Linked DNA regions of Mus musculus: regions 2 and 3 are each linked to region 1. The links are chromatin contacts, called in public HiChIP or PLAC-seq maps. All regions are on one chromosome and are shown on one strand. The core of a region is the stretch at or near the end of the contact, and the rest is flanking DNA. Distances in the headings are between cores, read along the strand shown.

Region 1 (4,850 bases), core at 642-3,141:
CCTCTGTGTTCATCTTAACATTTTTCCTATAACCACCTCCGCAGCTACACCATTTAGCCTCTGCTCCGGCCATCCACGCCCCTCACCCCTTCCCTCTTCATTTCTCCATATGCTCTGCTCTCCCCCCCCACCCCCCCACTCCCCACCCAGGCTAATCTCACTGACCTTTCTGCTGGCAGCTGGGAATTAACATCAATTAGAGACTATTTACCAAAAGGACTATCTCTAGTTAATTAATGAGAAAGAAGTTAAGTTAAAGTGAGCAGGCTAGACTGATGCCATGACAGGTTTCAAATTGGCAGTTCAGGAGACAAGGCCTAAATCTCTATTTCCAAGAACTGGGCAAGTTCACACCTCAGAAGCTGCCATGCCACCTGGCCTGAGGCAAGGACAATGGGTCAGCAGCCATTTTCAGACCTCCTCAGTTACTTCCACAGCGACAGTTTCCAGCCCCCAAGCCCTGGCAATGGATTGTCCCTAGAGATGCAGCAAGATATAGGTTACATACCCTGAATCCCCTAATGTGCTTTAAATCAGGCCTGCGAGCTCATTTGGTTGTCTCTCTATCTCAGTAATGGGAGGCCCCCAGCATGCTGGACTTCTGCAGAATAAAACACTCTTTGCATTTACATACTATTTGAGTCCGGAGTATCCTTCTCCAGTGAACCATTGACCCTTACAAAAGGACTTTTTGACTTTGACTTTTTGTTACTGGGTAACGTCAACCGTTGTCAGTCTGGAGGTGCTGATGCAAAACAGAGTGAAGCCCTTGTGTTGTTAACATGACATACTCCAGTGTCTGAGGACTCACCTAATGACTGCTGCAACCACCAATCTAGGCAGAGTCCCGTAGGCAGCAACCTGGGTCACTAGCAATTGGTCTTAGCTTTGACAGCATCAGCTGGTTACTTAATTCATTAGCCGCTCTCCAGAACTGAGTTTGTAGCTCAAACTTGTTTCTTCCCCCAAATTCACCAAATTCAACAACACCCTCCTTACTCCCCATGCCAGTTCTGTTTGTTTTTTGTTGTCACAGGTGCATAGTTTTACTTCCGGTGCCCAGCCTGTCTGATCTATAACCTGGGTCACCTTTTCCCTACCCTCATACCACTGGCTCAGACTCCGTGCTTCAGCTTCTTCTCTCACTCAGTCAGGTCTTCTAGAGGATTCCAAACACTGCCTGTCTCTGCAGTGTGGCCTGAGTTAACGTACAGACAGAATTAGGAATGCTCTTCTCTCCCTCAGAATTGTCCTCGTCCTCATTTTCAACATCTTGAAACTGGCTGGGATGCTCGCCCCCCCCCTCCCCCAAGCCTCTCACCCTATAATCTAGCCATGGGTTTGTTCTTATTACTGTCGGTTTGGGCTTCTGTTTTCCCCTCTACCTGCCTTCCCTAGCTATGGAAATCCGACCCTTCATTCAGTAACAAACACAAGAGCCACCTCTTCCAGGAAGCCCTCTGGGAAGCCTCCTAAGAGAAGTCAGTTGCTTGGTCTTCTGTCCCCTCAGCCCTTCCTCGGCATCTTCAGGCATCAGTCAGGCGTGTGTTGGTCTGGCCACTCTGCTGGCTGCCAGATCAGAGGACAGGAGTGCTGCTCTCATCTCCAGTGTCAACAGATTGGCTCTTAACTTGCCCCAGGCCTGGGCTTATCTGATAGCCTTGTGGCCTCAGTTCGGAGATGTCCTGCAGTCCTTAGTCGCCCCCCCCCCCCCACCTTCCAACGCACCACCCCCCCTACCCCTTCAGAGGGTGTCGAGGTTTCCCTAGAAACTGCCACTTCAAAGCCACAAAGGAAAAACAAAAATCTAGCTAAATCAGGCAAGGCGGCTTCCTTCCGAGGATGCCTTCCTGTGCTCCTGCACCTGTGCGTGGCCTCCGGTCAGATTTTGACACGAACCAGCAGTTGCACTCAGAATCACCCAGGGGAGGTAAGGGTGCCCAGAGCAGGTCGACAGAGAGCTGACTTCTGCCCCCAGCCCCTCTTGGGAGTCCTGACTGGAATGGTTCCCTTCTTAACTGCCTTGAGGGTGTATGGTAGTTCTGCCACCTGGAGGGTGTGTCTTTCCCTATAGGCCAGAAACACTTTAAATCCTCACTCTGCCCTCTAGAGTGACCTGGTGCTTAATTTTCAATTTTTTTTTTTTTTTTTTTTTAGCGTTGATGGGGCTAGAATAATCCAGGGCTGACAGTTCTGCCCCCGACCTACCTCTGCAGGCTACAGGCTTTCTTTTCTACTTTTAAATTTTCCAGGTGCCCCGGGTTGCTCTTCCCAGTGGGAGTCCTGCCTTAAATCCTAGGCCATTTGCATTTTCTCAAGGACCCTTTGTGGCAGGTAGGTCCTCGCCTCTTGCAAATGACCTTGAATAACACTGCCCTCTGCACTCTTTCTGGCAGCCACAGGAAGAACGTCCTGCCCGCTGTGAGTCTGGGGCCTTGGAGAGCAGGGCAGGGAAAACAAACAGCCTGTCCTTATTCGTCCATTACTGCAGACCAGTGGATTGGGCATTTAGGATTTAGATTTGCAATTTGTGAATTGATTAAACGAGGAGACTTTACCGAGTGGCTCCCAAGGGCGCAAGTCTTTCATGCCTCTTTCACAGATGAAGAATCTGAGTTATGACAAAGTTTGGCGCACTCAACTCCCAACCAGACTCCCCCTATGGGCTCTTTATTCGCGCTGAATCACGGGCCTGACTGTCGCCCAGAGCAGAGAGGGCGTCGCCTGTGGCTGGCGGATTTTTACTGCTTCCTTTTCATACTTCTGTCACCTCTGTCTGATCTCAGTCCTTGCCTGGCCACTCCTGCGTGCCCCACAAACTTGGAAAACCGCTGCCCTTTTCTCAGCCATTAGCTAGCAGGAGAGAGGCGTGCTTCCCGATTGAGGGCGGCAGCCGTGATGGGGTGGGGATGGGGCCGCTGAGAGGTAGCCTCCGTTCATCAGGCCTGAGCCCACCGGCTCCCTCACCAGGCCTGCATCTCTTGGGTCTGGTGAAAAGAGAAGGGGGTGGGGGTGGGCGTGGAGCCCTCCTGGGAGGCCGATCCAGGGGCTTTCTCTGCCTTAGCGCTGTTGTCTGGGCTTGCCAAGTCCCACGAGTTGGCAAACTCTCGGAGAAGTGCTTTCAAAGCCGGCCTTCGCCCTCCTTGGCAGATGCCTCAAAGCTGTCTTGCTTTGCTCTGCCTGTGCCTGGGAGTCTGTACAGGGCATTTGTTCACACGCCTCAGTGGGGACATCCCTGGAAGAGGCTCACAGGCACAGTGGGAGCTCAGCTGGATGACCCTTGAGGCAGGACCACTTGGGTGGGCGTCAGGAACTGGGGCCAGGTGGCTTGGGAGGGGCAGAACGCCAGAATGGGCGAGGGAGGTGCTAGAAGTGTTCGCTCTCCTCGGGAATAGCGTTTAAGGACTGGGAAGCATTGCCAAATAGTTAACTTTTAGAAGCTGTAGGCAGGGCACTGAAACTTTTTCTATTTCTGTTTTACTTTAGTTATCCTGTTTGATGCAAAATCATAAATATCCCAGGACATAGAAATGAGTCCTCGGGACCAGACAGAATCGAAGATGGCCTTGGAATTTACTGGCCTCAAAACGTTTTTCTAAAGTTTCATTTCTGGACGTTCACAAAACTTTAAAAGTGAGGCTCTTTGAAAAAGCCAAGCACAGGTGTGGCACCTTTAATCCCAGCACTCAGGAGACAGAGGCAGGGGTCTCTGTGAGTTCCGAGGCTGTTCTAGGTTACAGTGAGTTCCAGGGCAAACAGAGCTATATAGTGAGAATCCTGTCTTAAACAACAGATAGATAGATAGATAGATAGATAGGCTGGCTGTTCCATGTTACAGTGAGTTCCAGGGCAAACAGAGCTACATAGTGAGAATCCTGTCTTGAACAACAGATAGATAGATAGATAGATAGATAGATAGATAGATAGATAGATAGATAGGCAGATTAATAGGTAGATAGATGGTCGGAAGATTATCTGATGCTTATGTGAACAGAGCCCATCCCAGACATCACAGGTAATAGCCCAACTAGGGTTGCCAATCAAAATGCCAAATACCATTTCTGCTTCTAGAAACACAGAGCATTTGGGCTGGTATGGCAGTACAATGACAGTGTCAGCCCCATGGGATTGCAGTAACAGCCAGCCCCATGGTAACACAGTGACAGAGAGCCAGGCCATTCCTTGTCTCTGGCAAACTTTTTAAATCGAGTCCCAGTGAACTTTTGTTGAGATAAATTAACAACAACAACAAAAATTAAAATCTTACCAATGATTTTTTTTTTCTTCTGTGCATTCTATTGTAATGGGAAGACCACTCAGACTCTAGTGAATCGAAAGTCTGGCGGGTACTAAACTCAGTTACGCAGGGTCCACATGTAGCTCCAAGTATTTAGGGTAAGGGGTTTTTTAAGGCAAAAACTACATCCTGCTCTCTCTCTTAGCTACAGGGGAGGTTTTGCACAAGCAAGCAGTTTAACAGAAGCTAAGATAAATTAGCTGGGGCACCTTGACCTTGGGTTCCTAGAATAAAGTTGGGTAATTTTCCATGGGATTCTCCATCCAGGAGATCCAATCTAGTTAAACCTAAAATGTCCTCATCATGAATACAAGACGGAGGACCCTCTGCACCTCTGGCCTGCCACGTTACCTCAGGAAAGACTGACCTGGCAAAAAGGCTCCCATCAGTGCGCGTGCTCATTAAGCAGAAAGCCAATCTTCCTCCCTAAAATGTATTTTAAAAAACAAGTCCCCACAGTTTTCCTTGGCACTGGTCCTCTGTGGCTAGGGTGTTAGAATTTTCTTCTAGTTTTACTGAATAAAAGTACATGTTTCCCCCCAAGTTTTCTTTT
Region 2 (5,009 bases), core at 1,002-3,501, 840 kb after region 1:
ACGAAAAAAGTAAAAAGAAGTGAGACTGTGAAAATGAAGTAGCTTCCCTATGGCTTACTGGATGACAGTCACCCTGCTTTCCTCAGGGGGACACCGGCGCCCTCAGTAGAAAGCAGTGTAATATGCATAGCTACTGCAAGCAACAGCTTGAGTCTCCTCTCCCTGCTTCGAGTACAAGCTTGCCCGAGTTTGGATTGCTTTTGCATAGTGCATACTATGTCCAGGGGTAATATTTTAAAATGTTGTTTGGCTTTTCCTTTCCCTGGTGTTTGAAGCATTCCTAGCTTCTTAACACGGGCCCCAACTTGACCGGAATCCTGTCCTCTGCTGACCTCTTGCTTTGATGCATTGTTGAATTAATTAACAGAGGGTAAGGAGACTGGCTGGACCCTAGTATCCTGTGCTTTATCAACAGTGCACACCCAAAAAAAAAAATGTCCAATTTTAAAAAAATTGAATGTCCTCTTTACTGGTTTTTTTTGTTTACAATAATTTTTCAAGATTTGTTTAAATTTACATATATAAATAAAAACATCCTCTTCTGCATGTCTATGTGTCAATGTGCCTGCAGTGCCCTCAGGGACCAGAAGAGGGCACCAGATGCCCTGGACCTGGAGATGCATGGCTGTGAGCTGCCATGGGAGTGCTGGAAATAAAACTAGGTCCTCTGGAAGAGCAGCCAGTGCTCTCAACCTCTGAGCTGTCTCTCCAGCCTCTAATTATTTATTTACTAAAACCACATTAGCTATTCAAGAGCCTATGTGATTTAATTTCTGCCCATTTGTTTTTAAGTTTCTCTTAGACTGGATGATGGGGGTGGGGGGTGAACTGACTCTATCTCAAGATTAAAACGGCTCTAGGTCCCCTGAGTAAATAGCTTTTGCTTATTGAGCTGTTTTTTTTTTTTTTTTTTTACAGGTTCTATTTTTAGGAACTCTGACATTTCTTTTTCTTTCAAAAGACTTCAGAGGAGAAGCAGAGAACCATTAGTAGACCTGTCCCGCATAACTGCTCTTGCTTACCTCCTGTAGGAAACTGTCGCCCTCCCTCATTACAGGGATCACGCTGAGCTTCGGGACTTTAGTGATGTCTCGAACTGTGATGCTAACTTGTCAAGGCCCCTAGGACAGGGTAGATAAGCCCAGCAGACGGGGAACACTCAGAGTCCTACATTCAGCCATACCTGATGAGGACCACAGTCGCCCCTTGCTTCTGCCACTTATGAGAACCTGAGTTTATGTCTCCTTCCTCTGGAAGGAGACAGTGTATTGGCACAACTTCCTCCCATGGGATAATAGAGCCTGGAGTTCACCAGACCATTCACAGGGGGCCAGGGAGACAGCATCAGTAAAAAATAAAACAAGTCACTATTTATTGCCCTTTAGGAACTTAAAACTAGAAAGAGAGACAAATATAAAACATATAATATGCACCTGTACTGCTCAGTTTTAATTGTTAAGTTGACATTCCAGCATCACCTAGCAAGAGAGTCTCAGTGAGTGGTTGTCTAGATTAGGTTGGCCTGTGAGCAAGTGGGGGTTATCTTGATTGCATTAGTTAAGGTGGGGAGCCCTGCCCACTGTGGGTGGCACCACTTCCTACTCAGGGTATTCTAAACTGTATGAGATTAGAGAAAGTAAGCTGGGTTTGGCGTGAATGCATTGTTGTCTTTTCTCTTAATTATGGGTGACATGTGGCCAACTCCCTCAGGCTCCTGCTGCTCTGACTGCTCTGCTCTGATGGACTGTGAGCTAAAACAACCCCTTTATCACACCAAGAGGTGTGATGGAATTAAGACTTCTGAAGCGTGTTAGACGGGAAGTGTGGCTGTTACATCATTCATGCTGATTGCCTTGCTGATGCTGTTCTACTCCAGCTGCTGAGATTCGGCTAGAGGTAGGACAGCATTTCTAGAAAGAGCCAGATTGTAATGCTTCCAACATGGCGAATGATGCGTCTCTGCCACGACTACTCAACCCAGCAACTGGAACATGAAAGATTATGGACAAAGGGCAATATTTATTTACAAAGGCAGACAGTGGAACGACAGGAAGATGATGTGTGATCCCAGCCAAACATGACCTGTCACACATTAGAAAATTGTTCCTCTTTGAAAGGGTATGCTCATTCACTGATCCTTACAGCAGCCGGTGATGCCCTTGGGACAGTGGAAAAGCAACTGTACACACAGCCCTGTTCTGTTATGCTACTGTGCTATATAAATGCCTTGATGGGCAGCAGAGGAAAATCATGTGGTGAGCACTGCAGATCCCCTGTGACCCACACCAGTCTGTGCATCACGGAGTCAGTGACTCTAGAGATGCTATCTGAGGTTTTGGAGAAAAGGGTCACATGCCTATAGGAGAGGAACCAAAACCATGCTGTCCTACCCTGGCCTCGAGACACACACACACACACACACACACACACACACACACACTCACACACACTCCAGAAGGGAGTACGTAAGCAGCAGAGAGGAGCAGAGGTGGACAACAGAGCCAGCCCAAGATCTGTCACCTCTGAATCTTGTCTTCCCTTGGACCTTTCAGACATTGCTCACACACCGATGTTCATTTCCCTAAGGGCGCTGTGTGCTTCCATTACTTACTTGTAGCTAAAAGCAGCTTGATGTTGTGATTTACCAATACTAACTCAGGACCGCATGACCTTCCCTGGGGCGGGGGGTGTCACAGCTGAACCCTCATGGCTGTATAGGATTGGCATGGGTACGGATTGAGCCTGGGTGTCCTTGAGGGTGTATGGACGGTTAGGCTGCAGGGAGGTGAATGGATTCGGCCCGAAAGGAGCCTTCTTTATGTTTAGATTTTCTGTTTCAGCAGGGTTTTGTAGAAGCAACTTTAGAAGTTAGCAAGGACCTCCAGAGCAAACATTTTAACTGTCCCAGAAAATGTATGTAATAGGCAGGAAAGGTCTTCATAGAAAGTTTACATTCGTGGCCCTAATGCAGTATAGAAAGGGTCTAGCTCAGACATGTCTATGTCCTAGAGAGGAAAGAAAAGACTGTTTACTGATGATGCCGGTGTTTTGTTCTTTGCATGCCTAGGTGTTTTCCTGTCACTGATTTGTCCAGAGTTTTCATATTAACGCCAGAGCTTTGAGCCAGCTTTGCAGTAGTAACTGCTTGGACCAATCAGACAGCATTGCAATGCTAATCTTCCAATGACACTGATTTATGAGGAAGAAAGACGTATTTATAAATTTACTCATTTAAAAACAGGTTGGACAGTGAGTGTCTGAATCTCCACCAACCTTGCATCCACCTTGACCGTAGTTATCAATCTTTGACAAGAGAATCAGAAGTAGTCATGTTGAGAAAGTAAATGTTTCATTCTCATATCTCACAAATTATTATTTTCTCAGTAGTGTTTATTTTTATAGATTTTTTTATGTATATGCGTGTTTTGACTACATGTATATATGTGCTTTGTGTGTGTGCCTCATACCCACAGATGTCAGATTCTCCTAGATCTGGGGTTACAGACCATGGGTGCCTTGTAGGTGCTGGGAACAAAGTCCAGGTTTCTAGAAAAATAGTGCTTTTAACTGCTTAGCCATTTCTCCAGCCCCCTCGCACTGGTATTTTAAATACTGATCATTTACATAAATTAGGATGCTTTTAAGGTTAGATTTAAAAAATCTGATTTTAATTGACAAAAACAAAGAGGACATTTCAAATGGCATAAGACAAGACCAGGCAAGGCAAACTTACCTGGGCAGGGTCTCAGAGATGCAGGCTGGGGTTCATGTTTGAGAACCATCTGCAGAATGGCTGCAACCATTTGTCATCTATAGGCTGGCGTTAGCCTGAGCTCATTCTCCTCACAGACGTGTTTGGCACTGATAGCTCTGAGCACCATAGTTCACATTGGGCAAGCTGCTCCCCAGTAATGCAATAGCATCCCTCCCCCCTTCTCTCTCCCTCCCTCCCTCCCTGTCCCCCTCCCCCTTTCCCTCATCTCCCATCTCTCATCTCTCCTTTTCTCTCCCTTCCCAACTTTTCAAGTTGGGTCAGCCTGGCTGCACATCTACCCTCAAACAGCAAACTACTTCCAGGGATAGTTTGTCTGAGTTAGTTTCTTATGGAGATTTGTGAGTTGCCATCAATGCTAAGAAGAGAAAAGCCACCAACATTGTCTTCCTTTGTCAGGCATCAGAGTTTATTTCATCCTTGTAGCCTGTGGTTATAACAAGGATCAATGGTGGTTTGTGCTGTCTCCATTATTTGTTGAGAGAACAAGAGTGTAAGTGATAGAAACAATCCAGGGAACAACAGAGCACCTGACATAGAAAGAAAGCCTGGGAGAGATTTGCCCTTGATGGGGCTGTTTTGAATATGTGCTTTTAATGTGTTCTTTTTTTTTTTTTACATATTAAACCTGGGGTGCCCATAATCAGATTGTCAAATTGGTTTAATTCATGCCTCAGAGATATCTTTATCCAGCGAAGACTTTATAATTATATCCTTATGTTCAAAAGGAGCGTTTCAATTAATTTGTCTTGCTAATTTGCCAAGTAAATTTGAGTAATTATTGCTTTCATTTTGCTATTTAATTTGATTAAGAAGCCACTGTGTGTTCTGTCCTGGAGATCGTGCTGCTGGTATGTGCTAAGCATCCCAGCATTGGAAAGATGGGGGTCATTTTTTGCATTTCCAACCCAAGGAAAAATCCTTCTCACTGCCAATTAAATAATGACCACTGTATTAGTCAGGGTCCCATAGAGTCACCAGACTTATAGAATGTATCTATGTATTAAGGGAATTTATTGTAATGATTAACAGTCTGCAGTCCAACTAACCCGACAATGGGCAACTGTGAATGGGAAGTCCAAAAATCTAGTAGTTGCTCAGTCCTACGAGGCTCATTGTTTAGGCTGGTTTCTGTATAAGCTGGAATCCTAAAGAAGTAGGTTTCAACAGATGTGCTGGCAAGTAAGTGCAAGCAGGCAAAGAAGAGTGAGTCTTCCTTCTTCCAATGTCTTTATGT
Region 3 (4,965 bases), core at 270-2,769, 900 kb after region 1:
TGTCTAACACAGGACTCGACTCAGAGGATCCAAGCTGGGTCTGACCTGAAAGCGTCTTCCCTGGGGGCCAGATCTCATGGGAGTGGATGGTGCTATACAAACTGCCACAGGAGTGAAGTAACCAATAGTCCTGCCTGGCTGTGATGTCTAGGAACCACCACAACAAGCATTGCAAGGTAGCCCTGCATAAAGGTACAAGAGTGGCACACATATATTTGTCCTAACCACTGTGGTGGCTTGAATAGGAATGGCCCCCAGAGGTTCATATATTTAGATGCTTGGTCCTAAGGGATTAGCACGACTTGATAGGAATTAGGAGGTGTGGCCTTGTTGTAATAGGTGGGTGGGCTTTGAGGTTTCAGAAGTTCAAGCCAGGCCCAGTGGCTTCCTCTTTCTCTTCCCACTGCCTGCTGATCTAAATGTAGAACTCTTGGCTCCTGTCTAGTAGCATGTCTGCTAGCATGAGCGCCTGCGTGCTTCTCACCATGACAAGAGTGGACTAAACTACTGGACCTGCTAGCCAGTCCCAATTAAGTGTTTGCCTTTATAAGAATTGCCATAGGTGTGGCGTCTCTTCACAGCAACAGAGCATCAACTAAAACACCAGCACTGCTGCCTTTGCCAGGGGAGAACCATGAGCAGATCCGGTAAGGACCGGCCATCACGGAAGCGGGGTCTGAGCCTCGCTGAACTGTGCTGTCACAGACCCTTGAGATTCTACCTGGAAACCTGGTTGAGTTGAGTGATGTTTTCAGTCATTTTAGCCCCAGGTATAAGGATGAGGGGCTGCTTTGGATGATGGGCAGTAGCGGACCATAATTCCCCCCATGCTCTAGCAGAAGCACGGTTTTGCCAGCTGCAGATAATTTCTGCAATTGGGTGATGTTTGGAATTCTGGGAACTTTTCAGAGGGTGCATAAGTGCTTAGGGCCCTGAGAGGAAGTTGGTGGTGATTGTTGGTCATGCAGGGGGTTGGTTCTGGTTTGTTAGTAGTTGTGTTCAAAGAAGAAACAAAAAGAAAGATTTATTATCTAGTGATGGGGGGTAAATCCAGGGAAATGAAGGATAAGACTTCCCTAAAGATGAAGGATGAAAAAAAGAAGAACCCACAAAGTAACAAAGACTGGCTACAATTGAGCCTGACTAGTCCGTGACTTCTTACAGGAATGAGTATAATAAATTAGTATTATGTAAAACTCAACTGTGGTAATTTACTGCTACAGCAATAATCAAATGATACAGATAACTTCACAGTGGCAGCTGGCTCTCCTGGCTCCCAACCCACAAATGCATGATCCAGCTCGTACACGGATACCTGGTCTGACACACTGTGAGTGGGTTTTTCAGAGTTTATTTCATTACCACATGGGGATCAGGAATCAAACATCATAATTAACCCCCAGAGACAGTAGATTGGTCCACATTAATTAAAAGGTCACAGTCTAAAGGAGGACTTATGAGATTCGCCAAGCCCGTGCAGTTAGGAAGTTGCCCGACACTCTTACACAGGGCTTGTGAGCCACCAGTTTCTAAGGAACTGACTGCCAGCTGACAAGCCCAGCCTGGCACCTGTGCAGAGCGTACCGTTCTGGAATGATTTGTTTTTATTCTGGTTTCAATCTGTATCTCCTTTCAGATTGTTATAAGTAATTAACTCTGAGTAAATGGCCCCCAGACATTAATGGATACTAATCACTGGGGTGGATATGATTCCTGGGACCTGAAGCAGAGCACCCTCCAGTTTGTCCCTATTCTACTTCAGAAGAACAAACCTCCCCGTTTTCTGATCCCACGGGGCTTCTTCGTGTAAAAGAAGAGAAGCGGAGTCATGAGAGCAGAACGACCCTCATTGTTGAGGGCAAAACCATCATGGCTTAGAAAACTGTTTGCTCCACAACCACAAAGGCCTGGGCTCTGATCCCCTGCAACAGAGAAGCCGCCCAGGGCATTAGAGTCTTCCTTTACCCCACTTCACCCATGCAGTCCAGTGTGAAGTTTACAATGCTACAGTGTTGGATGGCATGCCTAAGAGAGGACATGAGCTTGCAATGCTTTAAAACAAAGTGTGTCTAAGGTTATATCTGAGTGGGTAGTTACCTATAAACATAAACCTCAGAGTTTCTTACAAGGGGGAGCTCTCTCCCCTTTGGTATTTATAGAAGCTGTGTTTAGAGGAGTCACATGATGTCATGATGTATAAATCAAGACACACACACATGCCCTAGTTTGCTTTCTGTTGGCGTGATAAACACAACCACCAAAAGTGACTTGGGGAGGAAAGGGTTTATTACATCAAACACATTATAATCTTATAAAAGGATGTCAGGACAGGACCTCAAGCAGAAACCATAGAGGAATGCTGCTCACTCGCTTGCTTTCTCTGGCTTTCACCATTCTCCTGTCTATTTCTGTGAGATCAACTTTACTTTTAGATTCTACCTGAGTGGTAGCACCAAGCTGGCCCTCACTTATTTCTCTAAACATAGTGATTTCCAGCTCCGTCGGTGTATTGCAATGACAGGATGTAATGCTTCTATGACTGCTTTCTCTTCTACTCAGTATGTGCGCCATCTCTTCCTTAGTCATTCATCACTCAGTGGGCACTTAGCTTTCCTCCAGCACAGACTTGATGTTAAAGTTGCATGGCGTCTTCTCTGAGAGCATCAGAAGTCGCACAGACAGACAAGTGCCCTTGAAGAGTGTGAACGTAATTTTCCTTCAGGATCCTCTATGACTGGTCTTAAGTATCTATGTGAACAGGGTTTTAGCCTCTGTAAGACTTAACTATTGTGGAAGTAGAAAGAAATTAAGGAGTGTGTTTCTAGGTCCTTGTAAACCAACAGCTGCTTCTAGGCTTACAGATGAGACTACCACTCCTATTTGCTGCCAGTGTTCTCACTATGGATTATATTAAGCATGGCCACTAGTCACATGACTAAGTTGTTATCATCCCGACCACATAGAAAATTATTTGAGGTCTTCTGATGATAGAAAGACAACAAACCATGATGTTCGCACAAATCTTCCCAGAGTCTTAGTTTTGATGTAAAAAGATGATTTTTTTCAATGTCATGAAAATGATACTTTGAAGGATAAATCAAACAGCCCGCAAAAGGATAGTGGAGACACCACGGAACTGTCTAATATACTCAAGTGTAGCCTCCAAACCTGCCAGGTTAGCCAGCAAATACCTATTTCAGAATATTAGATACCTTGACCTTAAAAAAACAAACAATAAACTTTTCTGTCTTCTCTTCTAGAAAATCAAATCTTCAATCTTTATTTTACATGTATGAAATTTTGCCTGTGTGTTTATATGTGTACCATGCATGTGCAGTGCCCAGAGAGGGTAAAAGAGAGCGTGGTATCCCCTAGAGTTGGAGTTACAAATGATAATGACCTTGCAAATGGACGCAGGAAGCTCAGCCTGAGTCCTCTGCGAGAGCAGCCATGGTCTTTACTACTGAGCATCTCCCCAGCCCTACCTTTGTTTGTTTTCCCTATTTTTTTTTTTTTTGAAATTTTTATGTTCTATTTTTCATGTAAGTGTTTATTCCTTTTTCTTTACTTGAATCATTAACTCTCTCACAGAAAAACTCTATGAGGACAAATCTATTTGCTATTAGAATATATGGAGATTTTTATATATGTTTGATATTTGGTTTTTTCAAGACAAGGTTCACTGTGTGACACTGACTGTCCTGGAATTTGCTCTGTAAACCAGGCTGGCCTCATACTTACAGAGATCTGCCTTCCTCTTCCTCCCAAGTGCTGGAGTTAAAAGTGTGCTTGGCTATAATTTCTTTTCTGCACAATAATAAAAATTACTTTGATACACTTTGTAAATGAAAACAGCCCCTGTATACAGATTGTTTCTATCCCAGACTACTTAGTGTGGGAAGGGCCTATCTGCTTCTACACCAGGAGACATGTGTGTTTACATCAGCGTTTCTCAGGTCTTTTGAGATTCCAGGTAGCATGTCCTAGTGACTTGTGGAGTCAGGCTAGAAGACTCTGAAGACTTCTCCTTTATGCAACCCCATCAATCATAGGCCTGACACATATAGAAAAAATTTTCTTAACTATACGAATGCTATGAGGGGCTAACAACTTTGTTTTTTTAAAAAAGGATCTTCATACTCTATAGAGCCGATCTCAACTGTTCCTTGCTTCTCTCCCGACACATGCAGCCTGTGTCCCTGACAACTGTCTGGTGAGTCACATTGTCCCAGGAGAAACAAACATTTGCAGGTCCCACAGCCTGCAGACTTGGTGTGTGGCGGGCTTCAGTGAATGGTACAATAGTAACACCTAAACAGAAGCTGCCGTCGGCTCAGATGTCTCCTCCTTTCCCAGATTTATATCTGTCACAAGAACAACACAGGAAGGAAAAGACTTAGAGCCACGCTGGTTCAAAGCCCACGGAAGGAAAAGGGCTGTAAACTAACCAAATCTAGAAACTCTTTGTAATAACAGAAGTGCTAGCAAACAAAAGGAACCTCCCGGGAGCCTGAGTTGGAGATAGCCCTCATCCCAATGGCTCATAAGTTAGAGATAGCCCTAACATGCTAACGTTGAGATGGTAGATTATTTAGGGATTGGCGGTATATTTGAGATTACACCAATAAAAAAAGGAATTAACTTGTAAATTTTACTTACCCCACACAAGAATGAGATATTCTTTTAAAAGACTGGAGTTTCTTTCTAGCTTCTTTTTGACCCTGTGATTCTCTTTACTCACCCCACCATGTCTGTGTGCGTGTGTGTGTGTCTCTGTCTGTCTGTCTGTCTGTCTCTCTACCACACAGTTATATACAATGACATCATCTATTATACTAAGGAAGGTTGATTCATCAGAGTCAGCCCTGTGGTTTTTATTTATTTATTTTTGTGTGTGTGGATATTCCACCTTCTAAACAGTGAGCTAAATAAACCCTAAACCCACTTTGTTCTATTAAAGTACCA

What was found. HiChIP or PLAC-seq counts read pairs in DNA pulled down with a chosen protein or histone mark.
Region 2: an H3K27ac HiChIP or PLAC-seq map of large pre-B cells shows a contact between it and region 1, with 3 times the contacts expected there. The contact joins two enhancer-like sites.
Region 3: a contact with region 1 is called in an H3K27ac HiChIP or PLAC-seq map of large pre-B cells, with 3 times the contacts expected there. The contact joins two enhancer-like sites. A contact is called at or near these places in 1 of 115 datasets of contacts at active chromatin or transcription factors (large pre-B cells) and 1 of 9 other capture datasets (embryonic stem cells).

Annotation. Positions count from the first base shown.
Region 1 is chr3:52,398,585-52,403,434 of GRCm38.p6, forward strand. No RefSeq gene overlaps it. Among named protein-coding and RNA genes, the nearest start is that of Gm38537, 66 kb to the right of the region's middle. Within about 2 kb of position 1,892, at least 211 of the 459 cell types and tissues checked have an H3K27ac peak or open chromatin away from gene starts, as enhancers often do.
Region 2 is chr3:53,234,295-53,239,303 of GRCm38.p6, forward strand. The region is part of intron 3 of Lhfp (lipoma HMGIC fusion partner); the gene reads left to right. Among named protein-coding and RNA genes, the nearest start is that of C130075A20Rik, 140 kb to the left of the region's middle. Within about 2 kb of position 2,252, at least 9 of the 459 cell types and tissues checked have an H3K27ac peak or open chromatin away from gene starts, as enhancers often do.
Region 3 is chr3:53,295,877-53,300,841 of GRCm38.p6, forward strand. No RefSeq gene overlaps it. Among named protein-coding and RNA genes, the nearest start is that of Gm40048, 97 kb to the right of the region's middle. Within about 2 kb of position 1,520, at least 8 of the 459 cell types and tissues checked have an H3K27ac peak or open chromatin away from gene starts, as enhancers often do.